Regions from separate parts of the Mus musculus genome. Here regions 1, 2 and 3 are each linked to region 4. The links are chromatin contacts, called in public HiChIP or PLAC-seq and promoter capture Hi-C maps. All regions are on one chromosome and are shown on one strand. The core of a region is the stretch at or near the end of the contact, and the rest is flanking DNA. Distances in the headings are between cores, read along the strand shown. Region 1 has its middle 6.0 kb from the start of Gm46353. Region 2 overlaps L2hgdh (L-2-hydroxyglutarate dehydrogenase). Region 3 overlaps Sos2 (SOS Ras/Rho guanine nucleotide exchange factor 2). Region 4 holds the start of Klhdc2 (kelch domain containing 2).

Evidence for each region. Promoter capture Hi-C pulls out the DNA fragments that hold promoters and counts their contacts. HiChIP or PLAC-seq counts read pairs in DNA pulled down with a chosen protein or histone mark.
Region 1: a promoter capture Hi-C map of the C10 cell line shows a contact between it and region 4. The contact joins the enhancer-like site here to the promoter of Klhdc2 in region 4. A contact is called at or near these places in 10 of 39 promoter capture datasets (the C10 cell line, cranial neural crest, embryonic stem cells and 7 more), 1 of 115 datasets of contacts at active chromatin or transcription factors (embryonic stem cells) and 1 of 9 other capture datasets (adipose tissue).
Region 2: an H3K27ac HiChIP or PLAC-seq map of extraembryonic endoderm stem cells shows a contact between it and region 4, with 5 times the contacts expected there. The contact joins the enhancer-like site here to the promoter of Klhdc2 in region 4. A contact is called at or near these places in 12 of 39 promoter capture datasets (3T3-L1-derived adipocytes, the C10 cell line, the HPC-7 cell line and 8 more), 1 of 484 Hi-C or Micro-C datasets (bone marrow-derived macrophages), 8 of 115 datasets of contacts at active chromatin or transcription factors (the 230-238 cell line, bone marrow-derived macrophages, embryonic limb bud and 4 more) and 5 of 9 other capture datasets (adipose tissue, embryonic stem cells, liver and 2 more).
Region 3: an H3K4me3 HiChIP or PLAC-seq map of bone marrow-derived macrophages shows a contact between it and region 4, with 6 times the contacts expected there. The contact joins the enhancer-like site here to the promoter of Klhdc2 in region 4. A contact is called at or near these places in 13 of 39 promoter capture datasets (the C10 cell line, the HPC-7 cell line, cranial neural crest and 9 more), 1 of 484 Hi-C or Micro-C datasets (bone marrow-derived macrophages), 4 of 115 datasets of contacts at active chromatin or transcription factors (bone marrow-derived macrophages, embryonic stem cells and stem cell-derived neural progenitor cells) and 3 of 9 other capture datasets (adipose tissue, embryonic stem cells and liver).

Annotation. Positions count from the first base shown.
Region 1 is chr12:69,554,959-69,558,371 of GRCm38.p6, forward strand. No RefSeq gene overlaps it. Among named protein-coding and RNA genes, the nearest start is that of Gm46353, 6.0 kb to the left of the region's middle. Within about 2 kb of position 1,728, at least 65 of the 459 cell types and tissues checked have an H3K27ac peak or open chromatin away from gene starts, as enhancers often do. A contact at or near this core is called in pre-B cells, where this site is marked.
Region 2 is chr12:69,703,816-69,707,117 of GRCm38.p6, forward strand. L2hgdh (L-2-hydroxyglutarate dehydrogenase) reads right to left here. Exons shown (of 10, transcript NM_145443.2): 6 at 1,950-1,984. Among named protein-coding and RNA genes, the nearest start is that of L2hgdh, 19 kb to the right of the region's middle. Within about 2 kb of position 1,461, at least 15 of the 459 cell types and tissues checked have an H3K27ac peak or open chromatin away from gene starts, as enhancers often do. A contact at or near this core is called in extraembryonic endoderm stem cells, where this site is marked.
Region 3 is chr12:69,645,357-69,648,542 of GRCm38.p6, forward strand. It overlaps Sos2 (SOS Ras/Rho guanine nucleotide exchange factor 2), which reads right to left. Exons shown (of 23, transcript NM_001135559.1): 4 at 3,096-3,186. Among named protein-coding and RNA genes, the nearest start is that of Gm31679, 22 kb to the left of the region's middle. Within about 2 kb of position 1,330, at least 28 of the 459 cell types and tissues checked have an H3K27ac peak or open chromatin away from gene starts, as enhancers often do. A contact at or near this core is called in bone marrow-derived macrophages, where this site is marked.
Region 4 is chr12:69,294,790-69,298,006 of GRCm38.p6, forward strand. It overlaps Klhdc2 (kelch domain containing 2), which reads left to right and starts at 1,892. Exons shown (of 13, transcript NM_027117.3): 1 at 1,892-2,358. The coding sequence starts at 2,206.

The DNA of each region.
Region 1 (3,413 bases), core at 478-2,977, 260 kb after region 4:
GCTTGGTCCAGTTTGTAAAAGACAGAATTTCGGTGGTGCAGGCCCTGGTTCTGACCCAACAGTATCACCAACTCAAATCAATAGGTCCAGAAGAAGTGGAATCACGTGAATAAAAGATTTTATTCAGTTTCCAGAAAGAGGGGGGAATGAAAGACCCCACCATAAGGCTTAGCAAGCTAGCTGCAGTAACGCCATTTTGCAAGGCATGAAAAAGTACCAGAGCTGGGTTCTCAAAAGTTACAAGGAAGTTCAGTTATAGATTAACAGTTAAAGATCAAGGCTGAATAGCACTGGGACAGGGGCCGAACAGGATATCGGTGGTCAAGCACCTGGGCCCCGGCTCAGGGCCAAGAACAGATGGTTCTCAGATAAAGCGGAACCAGCAACAGACACAGAAGCCCCGATAGACGTCAGTGTTAGCAGAACTAGCTTCACTGATTTAGAAAAATAGAGGTGCACAGTGCTCTGGTCACTCCTTGAACCTGTGTGTCTGCCAATGTTCTGACCAGATATGTGCCCATTGCTGAACCTTCATTAGACTCTTTCCTTGTACCCCTCCCCTACCCATTTCTTGAAAATAGACATTGTTTAGATCTAAAAAGTCCCACCTCAGTTTCCCCAAATGACCGGGAAGTACCCCAAACCTTATTCGAACTAACCAACCAGCTCGCTTCTCGCTTCTGTAACCGCGCTTTTTGCTCCCCAGCCCTAGCCCTATAAAAAGGGTAAAAACTCCACACTCGGCGCGCCAGTCCTCCGATAGACTGAGTCGCCCGGGTACCCGTGTTCCCAATAAAGCCTCTTGCTGTTTACATCCGAATCGTGGACTCGCTGATCCTTGGGAGGGTCTCCTCAGATTGATTGACTGCCCACCAGGGGGGTCTTTCAAGACCAGGCTGGCCTTGAACTCAGAAATCTGCCTGCCTTTGCCTCCCAAGTGCTGGGATCAAAGGTGTGTGCCACCACTGTCCAGCTTAAGGATTCAATTTCTAAACAAGGTCATGCTTACAGTTTCACTTCAGGAATCAGGACTTAAACATCAGCTCCACCATTGTCAGCTGCCTCTGCCCATGGGCTTGGAAGACCGAGCAGAAAATCGGGGGTCTTTCAGCGTCTCTGGGCCACACTGCTCTAAGAACAGTCTTATGTCACGCATTAAAATCCCGTGTGTCCCATATAGCCCACAGTGTAGACTGTCTTCACAGAATTCTGTCAGAGCAATCTCTCTCCTTTTGCTCTTTTAAGCCTGGGAATCTCTGTGCTGTTTGACTTAGTGGGGGAGGGGACAAGGATCAGGAATTATGTGACCTGCCCACACTCCTGGAACTTCAAGTCCTGGAGGCTGGAGGAGGCAGGAATCCAGCCTGGACTCTGCAGCATACCACACCAATCAGGACCTTTGATCTGTTTATGCCAGCACCCCACGAATCCAGGCCTACTGTTTTCTCCACGGTCTGCTCCCTCAGCCTGCCAGCTAGCCTGTCTACTCTTTGTGTTCCAGTTTGCTTGCGTTCAACTTCATGTTTCCTTTATTTCTCCCATGGGGCCTAGTTTAGAGCCAAGCTTGGGTAGACCGCTGGGCACATTTTGTTGATAGAGTAACCTGGGTCTGACTCAATAGGAGATTCAGTTTCTAGCATGGAAGCAGGAGTTTTAACAAGGCCGGGCATCCACTGCCAATATGTGCTGTGAAAGGACACAGTAAAGTCATACCACATGTGGACAAGTTAATAATGTGGTTGAGTTTGTGCCGTCCTTGGAAATAAAGGGCAAGGCCAGAACTTACATCATGGTGAGTTCAGGGCTAATCTGCAAAGCTTGTCACAGCTGACAGCTTTAATTTTCTCCTGCTATGTCTGCAGCCAGCAGTGTTTCTCCACCACTATATGACTTAGCACTAATTAAGCCCTCCAGCCTATGTGGGAATCTGTGAAATGCATGAAGCAGAGGAACAGCTGAAATCTCAAAAGGCTTGGGTGGAGAAGTCGCTTTAGCTTATGCTGAGCCTAGAACACACACCCCGAGATGCATTTAGAGGGAAGGTGGCTTTTGTAAGGCTGAGTTCTACTTGTTTATCTGAAACAGCATGGAGAGACAGCTCAATGGTTAAGATTAGAGGTTCAATTCCCAGCACCTACGTGGCAGCTCACAACCATCTGTAACTCCCGTTCCAGAGAATTTGATGTCCTCTTCTGGCCTCCACAGGCACGAGGGGCTGGAGTGCTAGCTGGTGCTGATAAATACAGAAAATGCCTTACATGGTGACCATCTCCGAGGCCCCGGCAGGAAAAGGTCACATGATTTTCTCCTTCTCTGTCATGAACATGTCAACCCAAGGAAATCAGATTTCATACTCCCTCTCACCACAGTTTAAAACATTTTAATTGGTTTGTACATTCATTCAGTAGATTTGTTATCTTCTGACTTCCCGGTCAATGGTGGTTTGAATAAGAACAGCCTCCAGCTGGGCAGTGGTGGCTCACACCTTTAATCCCAGCACTTGGGAGGCAGAGGCAGGCGAATTTCTGAGTTCAAGGCCAGCCTGGTCTACAGAGTCAGTTCCAGAACAGCCAGGGCTACACAGAGAAACCCTGTCTCAAAAAACCAAAACAACAACAACAACAAAAAACCCAGCCTACATATGTCATAGATTTGAATGCTTAGCCATCAGGGAGTGGCACTACTTAGAAAGATTAGGAGGTGCAGCCTTGTTGGAAGAAGTGTCCCTGGGTTTAAGGTTTCAGGTACTCAAGCCAAGCCTAGTGTCACTCTCTCTACTGCCTGTGGATCCAGATGTCAGACTCTCAGCGTCCTCTCCAGCACCATGTCTGCCTGTGTGCTAGTATGCTTCCCATGATGATGATGATGGACTAAGCCTTTAAGACTGTAAACCAGCCCCAATTAAATGCTTTCCTTTATAAGAACTGCCATGGTGCCTCTTCATAGCAATGAAAACCCTAAGGCACTGTCAGACCACACAGCAAAGCTATATGCTATGTGAAGATCTGGTCAGATAGGAAGGTAGCAAGATCCAGTACCTAGTATCCAGAATTCTCCTGGAGAGAGGCTGTGCAGCCTCTTGTACCATCCTTTGCACAGATGAATTAAAAATCTAAAGTACAAATATTCCCTGACAATTCCCTTATAAATAACAACAAAACAAGCCAACAAACAAATTTAGTCCCGGTTGAAATACCCTTTACTAGATGATGGTTAGATTCTGAAAGATCCAGACAGTGAATTTGAGTCCGAGGAAGCAGCAAGAAACTGCAGCACGCCACCAGAAGATTCTTGGTGCCTTTCTCTCTATGGAATCCCAACATATGCAGCTCAACTATGCAATGTAAGATGGACCAATACATGTGTGTCATTAGCGAAGAATCCTTCATCGTGTGTCCTTTCACGTGCTTGCT
Region 2 (3,302 bases), core at 211-2,710, 410 kb after region 4:
GCAGAGGCAGGAGGACCTGGTCACATAGGAAGCTCCAGCCTGGCTAGTCCTACAAAGAGAGACCCCTGTTTCAAAACCCAAACCCAAACAAACAGAGCCTCAGGAGAGCCTCTCACACTTGTGGGAACTAAATCATTTATCTATGTACTACCCAATTATTTTTTATCATCATTATCGTGGACTAATTACATTCTTCCAAATTTTCCTCATTTATCTTCCAAAATTCTTTTTTTTTTGTTTTTGGTTTTTCGAGACAGGGTTTCTCTGTGTAGTCCTGGCTGTCCTGGCACTCACTTTGTAGACCAGGCTGGCCTCGAACTCAGAAATCCACCTGCCTCTGCCTCCGAGTGCTGGGGTTAAAGACATGCGCCACCACGCCCGGCCCAAAATTCTTATGTTGAAGTTCTGACCCCATTAAAAAGGCAATTAAGGCCAGATGAGGTCACATGGATTGGTCCATCTTTGTCACTACCAAAACTAGGTACACTACCTCCAGCTCCCTAGGCTCAGCCTCCAGCACCTCAAAGGCAGTAACACACGAAACTAGGAAGAAAGACCACACCAGAAACGAACCCTGACAGCACCTCGCTATTGGCCTTCTCCATCCTAAAGTATGGGAAGATAACTGTTGTTCAGGTCACTCAGTTTGTGGGGTGTCTTCATGGTGGCCTCTACTGTTCTCCCACTGTCTAACACAGGGTCTTTCAACCCCACTGCCATTTGAAGCAGGATACTTCTTGGGATGCAGGGAGGCTGTTTGGCAGCATCCCTGAACTCCACCCACCACATGCCAGCAGCCATGACCCCTTCATCTTTTGTTTTGACAAAAGTATCCAGGCACTGTTGCTGACCCCTGAGAATCAAAATAACCTCCAGTTGGTTAGTTGTTAATCTAATGTAAGCTGTTTAAAGTGATCACGCTTACATCTCAGCACTTAAGGGTCTAAGAGTAGAAGTATTACTCATAATGAACTTCTCACAAAAACAATACTTTTAAATGAGTTTTAAAATGTGTTGGAGAGTAAGCATGTTTCATTCAAATAAGGAATAATTACATCTTATTAGGTGAAACCATAGTAGTTTTGCCCCTCCCCATTTTAATTTGTCAAACCTAAGTACGGTGTAACAGAGGCAAGCCATCCTGCATCTGCTAGGCATACAGACCGATGGTACACAGCTGCAGTGTCCACTCAGTAACTGACGTCTCAGACTGCCAGGAAGCCTGTGAGCCACCAGCTTCTGCTACCCCGGCTATCCCCTAACTGTTAAGACTGAATGCTTATAAACCCGTCACGTAAGGGTGACTCTGCCCTCCCTGACAGGGAATCCAGTGTCCTATGGTTCTCGCTTTAGACTATGGAGACTGGAGGGGAACAATCTCCCACTGCATAACTGCACACTCCTCCCTCCCCAAGTTAATAAGTCAGTGTACAGCAGAGCGATAAAGTGCCTATCAGCTGGCTGGAGCCGTGGCTCAGTCCCCACACCCACACGGTGACTCACAATCTTCCTTGCAACTCCAGTTCCAGGGATCCAATGCCCTCTTACAGTCTCAGAGGGCACCAGGAACACACACCACGCAAAGACACACATGCAAGCAATCACCCATACACATAAGATAAAATAAATATTATTTTAAAATCCCAAAAGACATGCTAGAAGGGTGATTGACTGGAAGAGAAGGTAAGCAGTAGGGAGTGAATGTGATACAAACACAATAATGAAGCTCACTACTATGTAATTAATAAATGCTAACAAAAGACATTAAAAAAAAATGTGGTGGCTGGTTCCAAGGAACTATAATTGAGGTTGTGCTCTGATTCTCACATGTATACAGACACAGGTGCACATGCACACACATGTCTGTACACACTTGAACATGTATAGCAATCATTCAATAATTCAACTTAACAAGTCAATGAAAGGGAAAAGAGCTCATGAGCCGTTACCTTGCTGTTCTTGACAGCGATTGGATAGTTCATGCCTGGCAGAGAGGAAAAAAGAATTAGTGAAACTTTTATTTGGGCAAAAGAAAGCTGTCGTTATTTAAAATATTATACCAGTGACAAATTTAAGTGATTGTCTTAATTGTATTTTAATTTTCATTCTGAAACTTTTTACCAAGTGAAAAGACTAAAGCAGTTCATATTTGACAAAATATAAAATGCTGAAAGTTTTACGGTGGATTTTTTGTTTGTTTGTTTATCTTTTCAAAACAGGGTTTCTCTGTATAGCCCTGGCTGTCCTGGAACTCACTTTGTAGACCAGGCTGGCCTGGAACTCAGAAACCCACCTGCCTCTGCCTCCCACGTGCTGGGATTAAAGGCGTATGCCACTACTGCCCAGCTTTAGGGTGGATTTTTAAAATTCATTTAACTAACACACATTCTCTAGCTTACCTTAGCATAAACCCCCCGTACTTCAAAAATACCATGCTCTGCATGTACAGAAATACCATCATAAATGAATTTATTTTGGCCCACAGAACTATAAAGCATGGGGTGTTAAACACTCGGCAACCTTTGAGTCCAGGTGTTGGTAACCCAACTCTGCAGTCTGGGCTGTTCAGAGAAGCAAAAGTTTTCCCAACACAAAAAATTCCAACGATGAACTGACCATTTATCACATTTGCTCATACTTATTGATGAGGTATTACCACCCGGTAAAGCATACCTACCAAAAAAGAAAGATTATTATCTACCTATATGGTGAAGCTGATTTATTCTGCTCCCCACTTACAACAATGTAGTACATTTGTTCATCATCCTAGCGTGCAGAAGGATGCTGGGCAAGTGGCTCACACAATCCAGACTCCTTTAAAACCTGCTGAGGAAGAACTGAATTCTCCCTCATATCCCCTCTCATCAAACGGAAGGCTTGTAGGCCTCTCACTCGACTAAAAAAGAAGACTACGCATCCCAAAGCAGAATAAAGCAGCTTCAGCTACAGTCTAACTGGGGCACGGGAGGTCAGACTCAGAATGGCTGAGTCTTTTTATGATACTGGTCTGCCATTTGAAATTTGAGTGTGTTCAAAGACAGCTAACCACTTACTATTCCCTAAGCCATTCCCCTGACACTCTGATTCAAGAAGCCTAGATGGCCCTAAAATTTATAGCAAGCATTGCTGAGGGAACTGTCTGGAGGCCAACTGTACACAACAGTTCAGATTTCAGTGCCAGTCAGACATCTACTTGGAGCAAAGTTCTATCAGCACACAAAAACCTAGGAATTGTCCCCAGAGAGGGACAATTCTATTTCTTTTTTAATTAATACAAAATTTTTGTAGAGAAGATGGAGATA
Region 3 (3,186 bases), core at 80-2,579, 350 kb after region 4:
CCATCATACCCAGTTTTTGGCTGGCTCTTTAAGTACATCCTGCTCTTGAAGTGGACACAAGGTAAAACAAGAAAAGTGGTATGTTTTAAACCTAGATGGAAGTCTTTAATTTGTTTAAAATCCTATTCTTTAGCCAGACAATGGTGGCTCATGCCTTTAATCCCAGCACTTGGGAGGCAGAGGCAGGCGGATCTCTGAGTTCGAGGCCAGCCTGGTCTACAAAGTGAGTTCCAGGAACAGCCAGGGCTACACAGAGAAACCCTGTCTCGAAAAACCAAAACCAACCAAACAAACAAAATCTTAATCTTTTTAGATATTTTTATTGGGCAATTTAAGTTTCTCAAACTTATCTATACTTTCAAAAGCTGGATAGGATAACTAAAATGAATTCGAGAATTTGATTTTTTAAAGTATCTTGATTGTGATAACTTTAGAAACAATATGAAAATTTCTGTGGTTAAATTTGAGTTATGCTGATAAATGTTTAAATCTATAGCATGAGTTGAAGAAATCAAAACCAAAGAGTATCTCAGTTAGAAAAGTCCTAAGGAATTCAGATGTCTGCCACCTGGAGTAAGCAGGGTGACAACGGACGGAAAAAGTTAAACTCAAACTGTCACTGAGGGCAGGTAACATCAAGGAGCGGCCATGTGGTAGTCAGTCACTACCATCCCTCAGGGACTGTTCCTGTCAGCTGTACTTTACTCTCAAAATCACTCAGAATGCGATGGGGTACTTCATACTATTCTTCTACCTTTTCTATCAGCTTAAGTCACTTTCAAAGTAATAAAAAGTATGTAAGCTTGATCTTAGAAGTCAATATAAAAATGACAAATTTCTACAATGAAATGAAAGTGGAAAAACTCAGTTTTTAAATTACAGAGTAATAGATCTCAACTACAGTTAAAAAAATAGTTTTTCCAAATAATACTGCAGCTTGGGAGTCTAACTCAGGCTATTTAAAGCTCTGCAAACACCAGTGTTCTCTAAAACTTCCTAGTGAGTCTCACGTGCAGCCAAGGCTGACAACCCCCAGTGTGTACTGGGCCAGGTGCTGATTACTGCCTCTGTACCCTGGATCCACTGGTACACTGTTTACGTCACACTGTCCTGAGTTCCTTGTCTGCGACATTCCATCTCCCACTAGCACACACACCCTTAACATGGGGGCTTCTGCTATCTTCCCCAGTGCTGTGCTTCCCTTGTTCAGGACCAAGCTCTTCCAACGGTGCTCAGAAGATGAGAAATAGGAGGAGGACAAAGAGCAAGGGAAGGAAGAGGAAGGAGGAACGGAAGACTGCCTGTTCCTCAAGCAGCCCTTAGGAACAGGAAGGATGACTCTGTAATCAGAAGAACGGCAACAGAGTAATCAGAGGGCAGGAGCTTTGTTCTGAGCGGTGCCCAGGTCCTACCAAACTGTCTTAAGATAGCAAAGCATGGTCTTCAAAGTTACTAATACTTAAAACTCCAGAAACAGCTCTGTGTGTTCCCTTTGTAAAAATAAAAGACTCGGGCATGTGTAATGGCTCATGTCTAGAAATCCCAGCCCTCCAGAGGCAGGAGGAGCTCATGACTGACACCAGACTAGGCAGCCTGAGTTATATAGTGATACCCTGTCATTAAAAAGCAGGAAAGGGAAATAACTGAATAAAATAAACATTACTTAAAACTACCTTTCACCAACTGATTGGATAGATCCCGACACCTCAACCCTCCTGTATACAAAGCCTCCTGATGGAAACGGAGAACTCTCCTCCCTGCCATGATGCTCAACTCTAGAAATTCCAGATTCTGCAAAACCAGTAATTTTCTGTCTTCCAGCATCAGGAATTACAAAAGTTACTAATATACTGCATGGCATGAATATACACCCCTTCAAGCCCAATAACTGGGAGGCAAAGGCAGGGGAACTTCTATGAATTCAAGATCAGCCTGGCCTACGAAACAAGTTTCAGGCCTGCTGGGGATGCATACTGAGACAATGGCTTTAAAACAAAAAGCAATAACTGGGGCTGGAGAGATGGCTCAGTGGTTAGGAACACTGACTGTTCTTCCAGAGGTCCTGAGTTCAACTCCCAGCACCCACATGGTGGCTCACAACCATCTGTAAAGTGATCAGGTGCCCTCTTCTGGTATGTCTGAAGTCAGCTACAGTGTACTTATATACATACATATACATAAATAATCCTTAAAAACAAAAAGGAGAAGAAAGAAAGGGAGCCCTCCATTAAAAAAAAAAAAGCAATAAGCTAGTTTCTTCATGTACTGAAAACCTGAGGCCCAGTGTGATGGTGCGTGCTGATGGTGCATGCTGATGGTGCATGCTGATGGTGCATGCTGATGGTGCATGCTGATGGTGCGTGCTGATGGTTGTAGCATATTAGAGCCTAAATCAGAAGGATTTTAAGGGTGGTCTCAGCTATACAGTGAGTTCAAGGCCAAGCTGGGCTACTCAGTGAAATGTGTCTCAAATAAGCAGAGCAAGGGAGATGCCTGAGCAAGTAAAGATGTGTGTTACCAAGCCTGGTCCCCTGATCCCTGGTGGATGGAGACAGGATGCCTGAGAGGTGTCACCAGCTTCCACAGGTGCACTGTGTGCGTGTGTAAAAACAATTCCCAAATAAATAGCATGGATAAATGTAAAGAAACCGAAGGCAGAGCTCAGTGGCAAAGCGCCTGTCAGGCACATGCAGAGCCCTGGTTCTGATTCCTAGACCACAGAAGGGACTATTTATATCATGTTTCTAGTACTAGCTTTTACTCTATGTGAAATGTGGGAATTTAAAATATAAAAGTCCTGATAACCTTAAAAAAAGAAACTACCTTCATCACCGCTAATTTTAAGAGAAAAACTAAGCCGGGGTGGTGTCGCACGCCTTTAATCCCAGCACTCAGGAGGCAGAGGCAGGCGGATTTCTGAGTTTGAGGCCAGCCTGGTCTACAAAGTGAGTTCCAGGACAGCCAGGGCAGCCTGGTCTATAAAGTGAGTTCCAGGACAGCCAGGGCTACACAGAGAAATCCTGTCTTGAAAAAAGAAAAAAGAAAAAGAAAAGAAAAACTAATGGCATATAGAGTCACTACTTTTTAACACTTACCTTATCTGCACACATGGACACTTTAATGTCTTGCTGAGATATTTCATAATGCCGGATATTAAAAACATAATTACCAGCCAATTTCAAAATA
Region 4 (3,217 bases), core at 642-3,141:
GGTTGTGAGCCACCATGTGGTTGCTGGGATTTGAACTCAGGACCTTCAGAAAGCAGTTGGCACTCTTAACGACCGAGCCATCTCGCCAGCCCTCAATCTCATTTCTCTTGGCTTCTCCTGATTGCTCTGCTTGGCCTCATAACTAACTTTGGCGACATGTTCTAATCTTCTGCTCCTTCTCATTCTCTGGCTTTCTGTCTTCACCTGTGGCTAGCATGTTCTCTCTCTGCAACTTGTCTCTGTACCCTCTCCAAGTAAAGCTGCCTCTTCTCTCTCTCTGCACTGGCCCTTGAGGAGTTCCCCTTTCCTCTCCTTGTGAGCGTTGGGTACATCCTGTTCTATCAAATCTTTCTCTGATCTGCCACTATGTCTGCTATTCAACTAAACATCACTTTCAAACATGGGTGCTTCCTTCTACAAACTAACTTTACCTTCATCATTTGAGATTAAAGTGTGTGCTAAGGGTGTGTCTGTATTCCAATCAGAGTAGCCATGTTGCTGGATAAAAATCCTTCTACAATGGCCCAGGACTATTTGTAACTATTGATAGTCTCATGGAGTGACAGAAGTCTAGTCTCTTGAGGACAAGGGACAGCAGTGGCTCTGTGGTGTAGATTACCTTCATCTGGCTTCTGTGGCAAGATTCTCTGGGATGCTAACTGTTCTTGTTAACTGAAGTGTATCCGTCCAGAACATGGGTTTTGTGCTTAAAAGCTCACTCTGAGAAAGGCTCGTTGCTACACTGGGATCCCAAACTAATAAAGACTTTCTATTGCCTTAAGTTCATGTCTGAGCTGTCCTCTCTAGTGGCTATCCCCACAACACCATCAAATTTTTCTTGCAAACAATAATCACGAGGCAGTAAAATGTGTCCAAGTGCAGCTCATCTGGAATAAGGCTGATCTGTGGAGGAATATCCACTTGCATGCTCCTGACCCCTAGGGCAAGGTGATTTCCACTGTTGGACGATCAGTTGCTCACCACAAACCTCAGCTTAGTGCAAATTGGTCATTCACATTACAGCAGATTTGCAGTGTGAGAGGTTGTGGCCAACAGTGAGAGATGTCTTCTACCCGCCAAACATGAAACTGATGCTAGATTTTCTTCTCCAGTGTCATCCAGCACGAAGTGGCTGGTGGAAACGCTGCCAATCTCTTTTTGACAGTATACACCCTGGGCAGCAGCAGGAAGGCCATTTCTCTCTCTGACTGTCTCTTGCAATGGCAGTGAGGAAGGCCCCCCTCAGCACAGCACCAAGGGCACTGGACATCTCTTGCATGGCAAAATTGCCCCAGGGAGACCTGGATGAATCTGGTCAAGAAACAGAATCTGCCTGGTGGAGCACACCTTTTATCCCAGCGCTTTAATCTCAAACCCCAGACCCTTAACTCTTGTGTTTCAGCAAGTACATCTCCAGCAACTGGTGAGAGTTTCAAAGAGAAAAGCTTTTTTTGGTCGTTTTTGTTAAGTGTGTATTTTGCTCAGTATATATTTAGCAGTCCCAAAACGAAGAGAGGGAGAAAGAAAAAAAAAAAAGACAAGATGAGCAGCACGGAGAGCCACCATTTAAATGAGGAGCCTGAAGTGTTTTCCAGACCAGCCTTATTTTATGGGCGAGGAATTGGGTTTAAATAATTCGTAATTTTCATTTGGCCTCTTAGAAGCCCAGATTGTGAGTCTGGGATTCGCATTCTTTCCCCAAGGGTGGGTTGTTATGGTTTAGGAACTATCCAGGCCAGAGCACCCTGAGGCGGGAGGACGGATGTTGGGAGGACTCAGATGCCCAAGGGCCCGACTGGGAGGACTACACAGCAGTAGGACAGCACTGCGGTGGGACCGGACGACGGGAGGCTCAGCAGCGCAGGGGGCGAGAGCGCTTCCGGAGCGTGGGGACAGTGTCCGCTGCGGACGACTTCCGGCGGCGGCATAAACAAGGCCCCGGCGGCCGGAGGCGGGGCGGGCTGCGAGTGCGAGCCCCGTCGGCCGCTCTCCCGCTCTGAGCCAGGACCCGGCCGCGGCGCGGTCCCCGCGAGACCCGCAGCCGCTGTCGGCGCGCGCCCCAGCGCTCGTCCCGGAGGCGGAGGCGTAGCGCAGGACAGGCGGGTCGTCAGCGCTGGCTGCGCGCCGCGGTCCACCGCTCCGCTTTCCTTTGTCTCCCGTCTGCGGGGCCGGAGCGGTCTCGGTGGCCAGCGGTGCAGCCTCAAGATGGCTGATGGCAACGAGGATGCTCGAGCGGAGGATCTGCCGGGCCCGGCCTTCGAGAACTACGAGGCCATGGAGCTGGCCTGCCCGGCTGAACGCAGCGGCCACGTCGCTGTCAGCGATGGGCGCCACATGTTCGTCTGGGGCGGCTACAAGGTCAGTAGGGCGGAGTGGGCACGATCGCCGCCGCGGCTCTTGCTCATTCAGGAGAGCATCTTCCCGCCCTGCCCTGGTGGATTCGGGGATCCTGGGCTATTGTCACCGCTCTCTTGAACTTATGAGTCAGCCTATCCCACGCACCCCCTACGCATTGTCTTTGGAGTGAGCGGAGCGAGGTTCTGTTATTGTGGGTCGCGTAGCGGGTGACTGTGGCCCGAGGTACGGAAAAGGGTGGGGGCGAGGGTGTGTGAGAATCACTCATATACCTTTGGGCCCGGTCGCCCGGAGCTGGGGCCATTTAGCCGACAGACACTATATTCAACAATATTGTCACTGTGTGAACCAAGGCCACAGGAATCGCTTGCTCAACCTCCCCGAAGGTGTAACGGTGTCATCAACACCTGTGCAGATGCCCCCACCTATCTATTGTTTGAACGCAGGGCCATTTTTCTTAACTGGTCTCAGCTGAGAAAGGATTGCTCCTCAGTAGGCCTTACTGCGGATTTTAAAGGAAAAAATAGCCAGTGAATCCCCAGCAGCGTATGTAATTGGAGTGCAGGCCTTTGGACTTTGTGACCAAGTATCTTTTTAGTCATTTGCATTGTTTTATACCGCGAGCTGGGGAATACTGCTCAGTTACCTCCTTAAACCGCTGCTCACTGGTTCTTCTGTACTGGTTTTAGAATTCCATGATACACTCACTCTAGTTCTTGGATTTCATGTGGTGCACACTCATTTGAGCCATTTGACCTAAAACTATTTTAGTGTTAAAATGACGCCCCCCCACCCCCCTTGGGAAGTCCAGTTCTCTGCGCCTGTGGTTTGCTTAAGGACTCTAATAGCTTATAGTACTGAC